Regions from separate parts of the Mus musculus genome. Here region 2 is linked to region 1. A link is a contact called in public HiChIP or PLAC-seq data. All regions are on one chromosome and are shown on one strand. The core of a region is the stretch at or near the end of the contact, and the rest is flanking DNA. Distances in the headings are between cores, read along the strand shown. Region 1 holds the start of Wdr90 (WD repeat domain 90). Region 2 holds the start of Spsb3 (splA/ryanodine receptor domain and SOCS box containing 3).

Region 1 (6,556 bases), core at 2,490-4,989:
TCTAACTGAGGTCTTTCCTAGAGGCCCACTGCATAGCATATGCTAGAGCAGACTTCCCACATCACACCCAATTCCAACACATCTGGTCTGGATCAGAGAGACCCACACTCATAGAAGGTCTAAAGACATCACCAGGGCTGGAAAAATGGCGGCAGAAAAGGCAGCTTAGTACTCTTGGCGAAGACTCACGTTCTGCCCCAAGCTCCCACACGGTGGCTCACAGCTGCCTGTGACTCCTGTTCGAAGCATCTGATGCCCTTTCTGATCTCTGTGGGCTTCTGCACACAGGCAGTAAGGATACATATACATATAAAATAAACAAATCTTTATGGGACTGGAGAGATGGCTCAGCAGTATAAAGAACTTGGTTCCTTTTACAAAGGGCCTCGGGTTCAGTGTGTAGCTTTGGCTGTCCTGGAACTCTGTAGACCAGGTTGGCCTCAAACAGTTATCTGCCTGCCTCTGCCTCCAAATGTTGGGATCAAAGTGCTGCCACCACCTGGCTACATAAATTTTTTTTTAAAGATGTATTTATTATATGTAAGTATACTGTAGCTGTCTTCAGACACCCCAGAAGAGGGCATCAGATCTCATTACAGATAGTTGTGAGCCACCATGTGGTTGCTGGATTTGAACTCAGGACCTCTGGAAGAGCAGTCAGTGCTCTTAACCAGTGAGCCACCTCTCCAGCCCCATAAAATAATCTTAAAAAATTTTACACACACACACACACATCCGTATCTCAGAGCTCTTGGGTCTTTGGGAGCCCTTTAGCCCAGCAGACCTTACCAAGTGAACAGAGGGCACCCATGACCTAAAGACTCACATTAGCCCTCAGGAATAAGAGGTGGGCAGGGCAGGGTTTCTTGAGGAAAGAAAGTGCCCGAGACAGAACTAGGAATCTTTCCTTCCCTAAAACTCACTCGTCCCACCCAATCAAAACTGGCCTGGGAACCTCACCCATTGGGTGCTGTGACCCCCAAAACCGATGACGCCCTTGAGCCTCAGGACTGGGTCTGGGAGGAAAAGCTGAAATAGGAAAATGCAAAATGAGACTGGGGGAAGTCACTCTATCCCCTGCGAATGCCCCACTTGTGCTGCCTCTCAAATAAAAGGTGGGGAGGTACAAAGAACTCCTGCTAGAAGCAGTCTTCTGGCTGCAGTGGTAAAGTCTTTAGAAACCCCAGGTCCTGTCCTTTGACAGAATTGGCAACAGGAACAAACCCATCTCTAGAGGCCCATCCACTCTGGATGCATCTCAGGAGGCTCAGGTTAGCCAGCCTGTTATCTCACTAATGCCCAATGCCTTCAGATGGGCACTCACCCTACAGGAACCAATGTCCTCAAGGGCCATGGGCACGCCAGATGATCTGTCAGCAAGAACGTGTCTCTCGCCGGACACCGTGTGTGCATCGGGAACCTCATCGCGAACTGAAGGACGTTGGCTCTGGATGCTGGAGGCACTTACACTGGAGACTTCTCGATACCTGTAGGTCCGGCTGACCTCTGGAAGGCGACTAGATGCTGAAAGGACCTGGCATGGCTGTAATGGAACATGTGCCATCAGCACCCTTAGGGGCACCGGTCCCCAGCCCTTTCCCAAGCGCACTCACCAATGCAGAGCTACATGCCTGGGCCACAGGGGACTTACTGCTCAGCAAAGGTTTGCCCAAGACCCCTGGATGAGGCAGGTGCCGTGACATACGACCTAGGAAGACTACAATGGAGCAAAGAGCCAGGGAGGAGCAGCAAGAGGACCCATGAGGATGTCAGCCAAGGTGCAGGGAGGAACAGGAGGTTCCCCTCACCATTCTACAGATGCTATTCCATAAACGCTGCCACCATTCTATCCTAAACTCTGGCAGAGTCTCTCCAACACGAAAGCTTGGAGACCAGATGCCACTTGCATGGACCTTACGATTCTAGGACCTCAGAGGGCCACCAGCTCCGCCCTTCTCTGGGCCTATTTCCAGGCTGCCCCAGGCACATACCATGTGTAGTCTCCATGCTACTGATCCTCATTCAGGATGCCCCAAAACTGTTCCCACCAAGCCCTGTGCACCCTGTCGAACCACAGCCCACCTGCTTCTGGGGGGGAACAGCTCTTCTCATCCTGCTCATCAGGCACCTTGGAACAGTCACTTGGAAACCTTGTGGGGGGCAAACACAGGTAGAAGCAAAATCAATATCTGGGGACTAAAGGCCACCTGACCCCTCACCACCTGAGGTCCAGAGCTCCTCACCGAACGTGGATGTAATTGTCATGCCAGCTCTCCCCTTTTGGCACCGGGAAAGCCATTTCTCGAGGCATAGGGTTAACAGACAACTTTGCACGCCGGGCCTCAGTGACAGTGACAGCTACAATGAGCAGGACTGTTCTAGATCAAGGGACATTTGTCCTATCCCTTCCCACCCCAGGCAACATGCATTACCAAGTATCTGCCACTCCACCAACCAACCCACCCCAATGCTCTTCCTGGAGCTGGGAGCCCTGGTGCATGGCTCTCCTCTGAAATTGGTAAGTGGTTCTTATCTGCCAGCTAGCGGGAGGGTTCTAGCCTTCTGACTGGGATGGGGCATGAAGTGTGGGCCTCACCAGGGTCAAAGCACAGATCACTGGTGTAGAGGTTTCTGACTAGCAGGCTGGCACACAGCCTGATGCTCTTGAGATGACTATAGTGCCTGCCCAGGTAGAACATCAGGATGTCACGCAGGTCCAGCTGTAGGCAGGTCCAGCGGGCACGAGGAAGAGCTACACCTGCCAGGTCTGCAGGACACGTGCGAGGTCAGCACCTACCATTTTGTTGCAACCCCTCTCAGCCCCATCCCCTAGCTATCCTCAGGGCCACACAGAAGCACATGCCCAGTTGGGCCTGTACCATCCCGTTTTAGGCCTTCATTCAAGCCGTCCCTCTTGGACCAAATGTCACCACCTCTCCTGGGTGTCTTAGTCTCGAAGACAAAGGGGAACTGAAGCCACGTTGTGGAGGACTTGAACTCCTTAAAGAGGTTGGAGAAAGACACACGGATGACCTGGCCGTCCTATGAGGCAGAGCGAGGCCATTAGAAGGAGATTATGGCACGGTGGGAAAGCAGCAATAGACACCCAGCCCTCCTTCCAAGCTGGGCACCTCGGTGGACACGTCCAGGTGGATGACAAAGTGCTTGGTAGGCACAGGCCGGAAAAGCACATACAGGTACCGCCCAGTCAGCCCCAGAGACTGGGTGCTAGTTCTGGGGAGCTGGATGTAGTTGCTGGCAGATACAGACCCACGGATGCGATACACAGCGCTCTTCAGGACCTTGTCCTAGAAAGAGAGAGGTGCTGCAAACAGGCGCAAAACTGGAGGACAGTCACAGTGCCCACTGGGAGATTTCTCAGGAGCAGGAAGGACCCCGCGGCCAGTACCGTCACCACAGCCACATCTCCCTCTTTGCTGGACCGTTTCCACTCATCCACCCTGAAATGTCTGAATACATTGAGGAAAGGGTGCTGCCAGGCTGCAGAAGGGACGCCGCCTGAGCACCGATCTGGGGCAGCGCGCCGCGACCCTCCACCTCCGCCCGCGGGACGGGCTTCTGCACGAGGTCCAGTCACTGACGCGGCGGGGACCTCGGACCCGGGACTCCCGGGACGCGAGCCCTGACGACAGCGCGTCTCGCGCGCGCCGCTACCTCCGGCCATGGCGCTACAGCTCGCGCTTCCCGCCTCAGCTGACGCTGTCTTACGCAAAACACATAGCACGGCGCCTAGCAACAGCCTCCTGGCAACGCGCGTCACTTCCGTCGCCGCTGCAGCAACGCACAAATATCCCGCTGCTGCGTGGTCCTGGGCACCTAGCAGGCCCCTAGGTCTTGCGTGGGCTCGCCCTGCCCACTTCCACCGCTGTTGCCTCCTGCTTGGGGCTTTGCGGCCTCGCCCAGCCGGGGCCTCAGCACTGTGCAGGGAACTGTGCTAAGTAGCCGTGGTCGCTGACTCTCTCAGAGGCCTCCGGTTTTGTTTTGAGAGCTGAACCTTTTTTTCTGTATGTGAGCCAGAAAGGTCATGCTGAGACCTGTCCACATCCACGGTCCACCCAGGCTGGGCCTCATCTCTGCTTTCTAACTGTGTGGAGGTATCTGATCAGCATCCAGGGTACTCTGGGTCTCCCTGCTTCAGGAGAGTAAGGTCCCTGTGCCCACTGGGGTGCAGCTTTCAGATAACCACATCACCACAGGTTCAACATATACCCAAAGACCCTTGAGGCATTTTCCCAGTATACTACAGCAGACCTCCAGCTTGAGAGAGAAGGTCCTGCAGTCGAGGGCTAGGATTCTATTCCAGCTAAGTCCTGGTGGAGAATGGACTTTGCCTCCCAGACATGCTCTGTCTTCTCCTAAGGATTAATCCTGTTAACTAATGCACTGGGTTCCTTGCTCAACTTTTTTTTTTCCCTTTTAGACGGAATCTATGTAATCCTGGCTGTCCTAGAACTTGCTATGTAGATCAGGATAACTTTGAACTCACAGCTCCAGCCTCTGTAGTTCAGGGATTAAAGGCCTGGGCCAGCCATTCCCTTCAGAGGCCCTTCTGCAAGGTAGCTGACCTTATCTCTAAGAGCAAAGCTTTTCTTCTTCCTTCCCCCACAGCAGTTTAGAACATTTATAGCTGCCTGCCTTGGGGTTTTCCCTTTAAAGGCTAATAAATTCCCAAACTTCTATTTCAGTCTGGTTTTGTCCTTGAGCTTGTTTGTGGCCATTCTCTTTCTTGTCTCTTTCTGTCTGTCTTTTTGAGACAGAATATCTCTGTGTAGTCCTGGCTGTCCCAGAACTCACTATGTGGGAGCAGGCTGGCCTTGAACTCAGAGATCCTCCTGCCTGGCCGTTTAAAATCCATATATTAATGAAACTTAAGAACCCCAAGAGGGGACCTTGATTTCTCCAGTATCACCAAGATTTCTTCCTTTTAATTCTTTAATCGGCAGAGAAAACAAACTCTTTCCTATATCTCACTCCAGTATCACCTGGGTCTTGGGTCTGACTTTGGCCATTGTCAAGAAAAAGAGGTAGTGGATTCAGATGAGACAGCTTGAAACTACATATTTCCAAAATGAGCTGGTCAAGGACCTCATCACCCTAGTTATCGCAGCATGGTGGGGCATGTCTTTAATCCCAACACTCTGTGAGTTCCAGGCCAGCCAGCCACCTGTCTCAAAAAAAAAAACAAAAAAAAAAAACAAAAACAAAAAAAAAAACAGAGCTGGACAAAGCTTAACTTCTTCTAGTCCAAGAGTAAAGAGGTTGTGACTAGGAGGGGGATACTGCAAGCCAGTCTATAATCCCAGCTACTGGGGAGGCAGGAGGATCAAAAGTTCCAGGCTAGTGGCACATGTCTTTATTCCAGCACTTAGGAAGCAGAGGAAGGCAGGTCTCTGTGGACTCAAGGCTAGACTAATCTACATAGCAAACTGCAGGTAAACCAGGATTACACACTGAGATGCTGTTTCAAAAGAAGAAGAGGGCCGGGCATGGTGGCACATGCCTTTAATCCCAGCACTCGGGAGGCAGAGGCAGGCGAATTTCTGAGTTCGAGGACAGCCTGGTCTACAAAGTGAGTTCCAGGACAGCCAGGGCTATACAGAGAAACCCTGTCTTGAAAACCAAACCAAAAAAACAAAACAAAAAAACAAAACAAAAAAAACCAAAAAAACAAAAAACAAAACAAAAAAAACAAAGAAGAAGAGGAAGAAGTAGTAGTAAACAGAAGGCAGAGGATATAGGTCAGTAGGTCAGTAGAACAGATACCTAGCCTGTGTGAGACCCTCAGTTCAATTCCGAGTATCACAAAGTGTTAGGGGAGGCTAGAAGCTGAGACTGAGAACTAGTAGACTCGTGGCCCCAACACACATCCCCCACCATTCACCAATCACCAACACCCGAAAGGGCAGTTTCTCAACTTTATTAGCCTGAACTCCTCCCTGCCAGCCCCAGGGGCTGGTCCCTGGGCACAGTGAGCAGGACTGAGGTTAGACAGGTTTGGCCCCTGGCTCTGGCAGCTTGGGACAGCCAAGCCAAGGGAACAACAGGTGCAAAAGTCCAAATGTTGGCACTTCAGGTGTGGCCGGTACCCAGCCAGGCCACAAGGTGGATCGGCGCACCATGGTCCTCTTCTGGCAAAGGGTCCACTATGGCAACATTCCTTCCCGGACAGCTGCTAGGAACAGTTGGTGATTTTAGCCAGAAACTGCTGTGCCCACCACTCATCGAGGTCAATAGGTACAAAGTCTGTGGGTAGAATAAATGTCAGGCAGTGATGCTGCTTTTCAAGCTGGCTGGTACCTCTGCCCTCTAGCTGATCACACCCCCTAATCTGGACTCTAAGCACAGCAATTAATGGAAAACAGGAGACTCTGACCCAGCACCTCCTTCCCCAACTACCTGAGGCTACCTGGTATAGAGGGTTCTTTAGGGATTTGAGGCATAGGAGAAGGCTCACTCTGTAGCCGGGGATCAGGAGTGCTCTCCACATACTGCACAGGCCGTGGGCCACTCTCATCGGCAGGGCCGCCATCCAGTT
Region 2 (6,556 bases), core at 1,695-4,194, 970 kb before region 1:
ACCACACCAGTCAGACTCATGGAGAAGCCCCGTAGGTGGAAGTTGGGGCCCCAGATGGCCTGCTCCTGACACTCACCTAAAAAGGGAACTCCAGCCAGCCGGGCCAGCTCCTCCCCACTGCCGCTGGAGAAGACATTGGTGCACTCCTAGGAGACAAGGGCTGTGAGGGTCCAGCTCGCAGACCCACTCACCATGATGAGACCCGTAGCTAGGGTAAGACCCACAAGTGGTCCAGGAAGAACGCCCAGTAAGAATGTCTTCTCTATCCACAAAGTTACTTACCTGACACTGGGACCTGTGGACAAGAGACCTACTTTCTCAAAGTCCCTGACTACCTGACCTGTCTTGTCCTCCCTCAGACCTTGAAAGATGCCCACCCATCTTCTAAGACTCACAGCGCAGTGTGGGCAGGTGAAGCCGCTCATGTTCTCTATGACCCCTATCACCTGCAGCCCAGTCTTCTTACAGAAGGTCAGCTCCCGCCTCACATCCCCAATAGACACCGCCTGTGGATCAGAGGAGGGGCCAGTCAGCCACAGATGAGGCAAGAATCAAGCAGAGAACATGGCCCACTACAGTCCATTCCAAGCTCAACCAGGGTGGATAGACAGATACACAGACAGACACAGACACCCATGCCCAGGTAGGGTTGGAAGAGTTGCCAGTAGTACCTGTGGTGTGGTGACTACAAGAGCCCCAAGGGGCCTGTAGGGGCGCAGGGCTTCCATAGTGGCCATGTGCTCATCAGAGGTCCCTGGAGGTGTGTCCACAACCAGATAATCCAGCTGCCCCCAGGCCACGTCAGACACAAACTGCTTTATCAGTGCTGCAAAGACCCCAAAGCCCAGCAGTAATCCCTGAGAAAGGGTTAGGAAAGGAAAGGCCCATCTTGTCCAGCCCAGGATCTCCATCAGTTGCTTCTGGGCAGCTCCCAGGGAACCCTGGGGACATGTGCCACACACGGCAGCCAGGGCCCGCTGATCTTCGAGATAACATGGCAGAGCTTCTGGGGTCCCACAAGCTCGCCTTGCTTTCCAGCAGCCTTACCACCTGCTAGCACTCAACTGTCTGCACACTCCACGTGGCGGGGTGTAGCCAACTCCCATTGAGGCCCCAGGTGAGGATGCAACCTAGACTCTAAGGGCATCTGTGCCCTCAAGCCCAGAGAAAATGCCCTGGCTCGAGCACCTTGACAGCACATCCAGGACAGCTAGCCATTAAATCTAAGTGTGTTATTCTTCCCAGGCAGTCTCTCATGGCAGCTAGGATGGTTCAATGTTACCCGCTTAAAGCTCAGCACTGGGATCCACTGCACACTGTGCGGCCTTAGACCCTTGGCTTGAGTGAGGGCCCGTAGGGAGGGTTCTCAGAAGGGAGATCCCTTCCTATCTAAGGAGTGCCTGATGGCTTCACAACAAATGCAGAGCACAGCTTCTCCCTTGATCTTGGTCTCATGTCATATTCTCCATCCAGAGGCTGGGAGAAACCCAGAGGTATATATACCCTGAAGGGTGGACATCTATGCGCAGTAGAAGCGTTCCAATGGGAAAGAGACTCCAATACAGGCCAGGGCCAGCTTCTGGCTTTATCCAATGGCAGTAGGCACGAGATGGGGGAAAGCGGCCTCAGTAAAGAGGCACTGAGGAGTTGGAGGAAGGGAGGAAGCACTGCTTCTCACTAAGTTCTTACCATGTTTCTTGGGACCTCTCCACACCACGGCCTCATCAGGGTTTTCCAGCAGGAACCCCACAGACATAAGGGAGATGCTCTGCTCCTGATCCACAAAGACAGGCACCCAGCCATTGTCACACTGGTGCACGGCCTTGCCTTGTGCACGGAGCATGTGTGGTATGCTGGGACCGCACAGGTCCACATCTAGGATTCCCACCTGCAAGGAGGAGGATGCTGAGGGGTGGAAAGAAGTCTGCCAAGCCTGTTGGGAGCTAGGGACAACAATGAAACAGGTGTCAACCCTGGTCCAGGCCTCACCTTCTTGCCCTGGTGGCGCAGAGCCAGGGCCAACTCCGTGGAGATGGTGCTTTTCCCAACGCCACCCTTTCCAGAAAGAACAAGGATGATGTGTCGCACCCCGGCCAGGTTCCCGGGTTCTGGTGAGAAACAGGAGTTGGGGTGTCTGAGAGAGCGACAAAGACAAAGGCACGCGGGTAGGTCTTCTAGAAGCCCCAGACCTGTCTCAGCCTCACTTCTGTCTGAAGTGGAGCAACTGAAGGCACGTGCACACGTGAACGCTCACTTCAAACTGCCAGCTAATTTTAACAGACACAGAGGAAACTAACAGAGTAGATGATCACAGCTAAGCGACACCCGCGCACAAACGCAGACTCCACACTAGAGACTTCCAGTTCTAGGGAAGCAGGGCCCCCAATTCTCGGAAAGGCGTGAGGCTGAGGTCTTAGAGCAGATATAACCGCCGATGTGTGCATCGCGACACTCGGCTAGCTCAGTAAACAAGGGGACATGGGATGCTTTGGCGTGGGCCTGCACGCGGTTCGCCTTCAGACTTTCCCAACCCCTCGCGTTTGACCGACCTGCACGCTCACCGGCAGCAGCCTCCATTCCGCTACTAGTTGCTTTTCGCGGCTCTCTTCCGCTTCCTCTCCAAACTTTCGCAGCCTTTGAACCAATGGTGACAAGAGCCCGCCCCTTACTCATTTTGAGAGGTTAGTCATTCACCGTCCAGCCAATCAGATCACCCAAGGAGGTCCCGATCCTGGCAACTGATGATGACGCCACGGGCACGGACACACTTCCTTATATTTGTCCAATGGTCATGCGAAAGTTTTTTTTTTTTTTGACCGCTCTAGCGAGGGCCAATAGAAACTTTGGTTCAGGATTGACAGTTTGTGCAAGCCTCTTGACAGCAGTCCTGTCTCGCGAGACCCGCCCCCGCGCGAAGCTGCCATAGAGCCCGCCTTCGGCTGCCGGGCCAATGCAGGGCGGGGGCGGGGATTGTTTGCGTCGCGGCCGGAACGGAAAGTGGGTCAGCGCCGGGGGAGCTTTTTGGCCGCAGGTGAGCCGCGCCGGCCCAGCCCGGTCAGGCCCGGCGGCCGGCGGGTTGACCTTGCAGGCGGTCAAGCCGGCCACCCGTTGTTCCCTGGCGGTGGCGCTCGGGAGTCTGGGCGGGGGCCTCGGAGTCAGGCGTCAGGGACGGCATCGCTGTGGCGAGATCCGCGAGCCTTTGGCGAGGGAAGCAACCTTCAGCCCCGCGGAGGCCGAGCGTGGCTACGTCCAGGGACATCTCTGGTTCATTCATTGGGTTCCTACTGTGTGTTCTTATACGGCGCTCAGCCAACCCAACTGCTGTGGAGTGCTGTGCGCGGCCCCGCCCGGCTTCTTTGTGGATGGCCGGGGCGAGGTAGGGTAGTACAGTGGGTCTACAGGGGGACAGGAGGCAGCTAGGACAGAGTCGACTATTAGACAAAGACAGTCCACTCGGGAGAGGAGATCCGGACCTCTCAAAGCCTTTCATTTTGTCCCAAGAACGATGTCAAGCCAGTGAGTTTAAGGTTGTATCAAAGACTGAGTTTGTAGTGTGCAGAGCCGGATGGGTGAGAGGGAGTTGTGTGGTGCAGGAAGCGGTGGGGGTCTCCAATGGCAAGGAGGGGTGTCAGGAGTGGATGACAGCGGTGTTTCTGGCATGAGGAACTGGATGCTGTGGATGCCATTTGCCAAAGTGGACCGCGGAGGAGGAGCAAGTTAAGTGTCAAATGCCTGAGGGGCAACAGCTCCTGAACAGAATGCAGAGATGGGCTGGGACACATCCAAAGTCATGGGTGTCTGGGTTGTGTTTCACACCATCGCCCTGGGCTTGATTGAGGTGCTCAGATACTCGAGCCAGGTACGAGCTTGTGGGAGTTTCTGGAGCTCAGAGCTCAGTGTTGAGGGCTTGGAGTCCCCAGCCTTTGGTGGATCCATGGCTTAGGCTGCCAGGTAGAAGTGGCAGGGGGCAGAGTTGTGGGGTGTAGATTTGGGCCTTGTTTGGACATTGATACATTACATGTCTTTAAAGTTACAGTTATTTTTTTCCAGGTTCTCTCCACTATGGCCCGGCGTACACGGAGTAGCAGGGCATGGCATTTCGTCCTGAGCGCAGCCCGCCGAGATACAGATGCCCGGGCTGTGGCTCTGGCAGGCAGCTCTAACTGGGGCTATGACTCTGATGGGCAGGTAGGTCGAAGTGGCAAGGTGGGGATAACCAGTGTCTATGTTGGGTGAAAAAGACACTGAGCCAGGCAGCTGAGCTGTGTCCTGGTATGTGGTGCTTTTTGGTCTGGTAAAGCCTGAGGTATGTCAGGCCTCAAGACAAGAGACAGGGATCGAAAGTTCTGGATAGTGCTGGTTACTGTACAATGCTTGTTCACCAGGCCTGCCAATTTTATTATTGTGTGCCACAGTGAATGGGTCAGGAGCCTTGTATGTGTGTTCTATCTTACACCTTTATTTGGTATCTGGGGAGCAAGCTTAGGTTGTCCGTGACGTGCAGTAGCACACATACATATGCTGAGCCATTTGGATCACCCTGGATGTTTTTGTCACACAAATGCTGTATTTCATGTGTGTTGTATATGATAGGATCTGTGATCTTTTTTGGGTTTTTGAGACAGGGTTTCTCTGTATATACCTGGCTGGCTTTGAACTCAAGAGAACTGCCCAAGTGCTGGGATCAAAGGCATGTGTCACTATCCCTGCTGGTTTTATTTTCAGAAATGGTCTCACACTGTAACACAGGCAGGCCTTGGACGTGAGACAGTTTATTGTGTGTGGGCACACGTGTAGAGGTCAGGAGTCGCTGGAGTCAGTTCTCTACCATGTGATACCCTTAGGGTCATCAGTGCATGATTTTTCTTTATAATATTTATAGTTCTTGAAGTTCAAATGTCCTAAGACTTCCTTTGTTGGAGTCTCTGAGCACAAGGTAGATACCCAGCCCAGTGTGCCTGACTTGGCTCCTGGGAGTAGGTGGCTACTGACTTGCTGGTACCAGACTGGTGTTCTGGCTCTGCCCTGTACTGCCTCTACTCTGATGTTACAGCTCTCTGAAGCCGGGTTAGGGTTACAGTTAGGCTCCCTTCTAGAAGCCCATTGGATCACCAGATTATAAGGAAAACTTGATTTACTTACTAGGTCAGCAGTGCCCCAGGCCCTTCTTGGGGGCTTTTGAGCTTGAGTCAGCCCAAATTTTCAGCTACACCTCCAGTTCCTAATGATGCACCTGAAACAGCCTCAGTCATCACAGTGACACACGCATGCCTGTTGTCTGTCATGTGGCAGGTAGCTGTGGGTGTTCCTGGGCCTGGGTTGGGTTGAGCATCCTCCTCCCTTCCTCCTGTCCTAGGCAGATTGGCTTCTTACTCAGTGGATCTGCCTTGCCTCTAGAAGATCCCATCTTTGCCAGTGGGGTACAAGGTCTGCTCTGAGGTATGAGCCTTCCCTCCAGGCAAAGGAGCTGGTCTGTTTGGCTTCGGAGTGGCCTTAGTTAACGTTGACTAACCAAACTGGGGCTGGCTCCTTGTGGGTTATACGCCCCTATTTCAGCACACAGTACCCAGAATTGGATGTTGGTTTTCAGTCCCGACTCGGCTGCCTATTGCTGGACATTTCTTCACTTCTCATGATATTATACATCCACCATGATGGTTCTCCATCTCTAGACTTTTTGAGGCCCTTCCTGAGGAGCCAGTGAACTTGAAAAAGCACCAGAGACCAGAATGGTGGACACCCTGAGTATTGTGAAGAGAAAGAATACAGAGTGAACGTGGTCCAAGCTCCTCTTGGTGGTTGAATGCTTCCTTGTAGAGAAGTGCAGGATGGCTATATGGCTGTAAATAGATCTAACTTCAGGGTGGGTGTTAGAACTGTGATGTGGTCGCCATTAGAGGGGCTCCTGGACCACTGTGTGGAGCACAGCAGGGCAGCTCAGGAAGTAGAGGCCAAAACTTCAGGGACTGTCAAGTCAGCTAGCCTGAACCCTAGCACCAAAACAGGGATCCAAGGGCCTGCAGAGCAGCTGAATAGCAAGAGTTGATTGGTCAGTCAGTGGCTGGAACTTGACCAGCTCAGCTGTGTCCTCACCCCCAGCTAGGTTCTGAGGCCTGAGAGCATCTTTGGAAGAGTTTGCTGCAGCTTGGAGCATTAGTCCATTAGACCTTGTGGAGCATGCTTGCTCCTCTTGATTCCAGTGCCCTTGCAGGGGATGGAGACACACATCCCATGTCTTAGCCTGAGTGGAGCCAGATGCTAGACCTTGTTGACAGCAGCAGCCCTGGGCTTTAGGAGACCATGAACTACCCAGGGAAGACAGGTAGTGGATGCTGTGTGGCCTATGGTAGTCAGACCTTCTGGGGGGAAATGGGGCAGAGGAAGCCAAGTAAGAAGCCATTCCCCTAGGGCCACCTCCCATCTCATTGGAGTCTTAGCACTCAGGTTGATTATGTTGAGCACTGGAGAGCGCCAGGTGTCTGGCTGCTTCTCTGGTGGATTTGAGAAGGGATTTGTCATAAACAGAGTGACCTACCCCTTCCCTCCCTTCCAGCAC

Evidence for each region. HiChIP or PLAC-seq counts read pairs in DNA pulled down with a chosen protein or histone mark.
Region 2: a contact with region 1 is called in an H3K27ac HiChIP or PLAC-seq map of double positive thymocytes, with 3 times the contacts expected there. The contact joins the promoter of Spsb3 here to the promoter of Wdr90 in region 1. A contact is called at or near these places in 2 of 39 promoter capture datasets (cranial neural crest and embryonic stem cells), 1 of 484 Hi-C or Micro-C datasets (embryonic stem cells), 6 of 115 datasets of contacts at active chromatin or transcription factors (astrocytes, craniofacial prominence, double positive thymocytes and 3 more) and 2 of 9 other capture datasets (adipose tissue and liver).

Annotation. Positions count from the first base shown.
Region 1 is chr17:25,857,776-25,864,331 of GRCm38.p6, forward strand. It overlaps Wdr90 (WD repeat domain 90), which reads right to left and starts at 3,740. Exons shown (of 41, transcript NM_001163766.1): 1 at 3,410-3,740; 2 at 3,132-3,308; 3 at 2,880-3,042; 4 at 2,597-2,767; 5 at 2,244-2,358; 6 at 2,083-2,150; 7 at 1,614-1,717; 8 at 1,325-1,543; 9 at 961-1,029. The coding sequence starts at 3,685. Mcrip2 (MAPK regulated corepressor interacting protein 2) reads right to left here. Exons shown (of 5, transcript NM_026633.3): 4 at 6,476-6,556; 5 at 5,923-6,264. The coding sequence ends at 6,194.
Region 2 is chr17:24,883,730-24,890,285 of GRCm38.p6, forward strand. Spsb3 (splA/ryanodine receptor domain and SOCS box containing 3) reads left to right here and starts at 2,945. Exons shown (of 7, transcript NM_001163751.1): 1 at 2,945-3,031; 2 at 4,051-4,188; 3 at 6,554-6,556. The coding sequence starts at 2,951. It overlaps Nubp2 (nucleotide binding protein 2), which reads right to left and starts at 2,621. Exons shown (of 7, transcript NM_011956.3): 1 at 2,550-2,621; 2 at 1,990-2,108; 3 at 1,690-1,888; 4 at 672-826; 5 at 396-506; 6 at 77-146. The coding sequence starts at 2,577.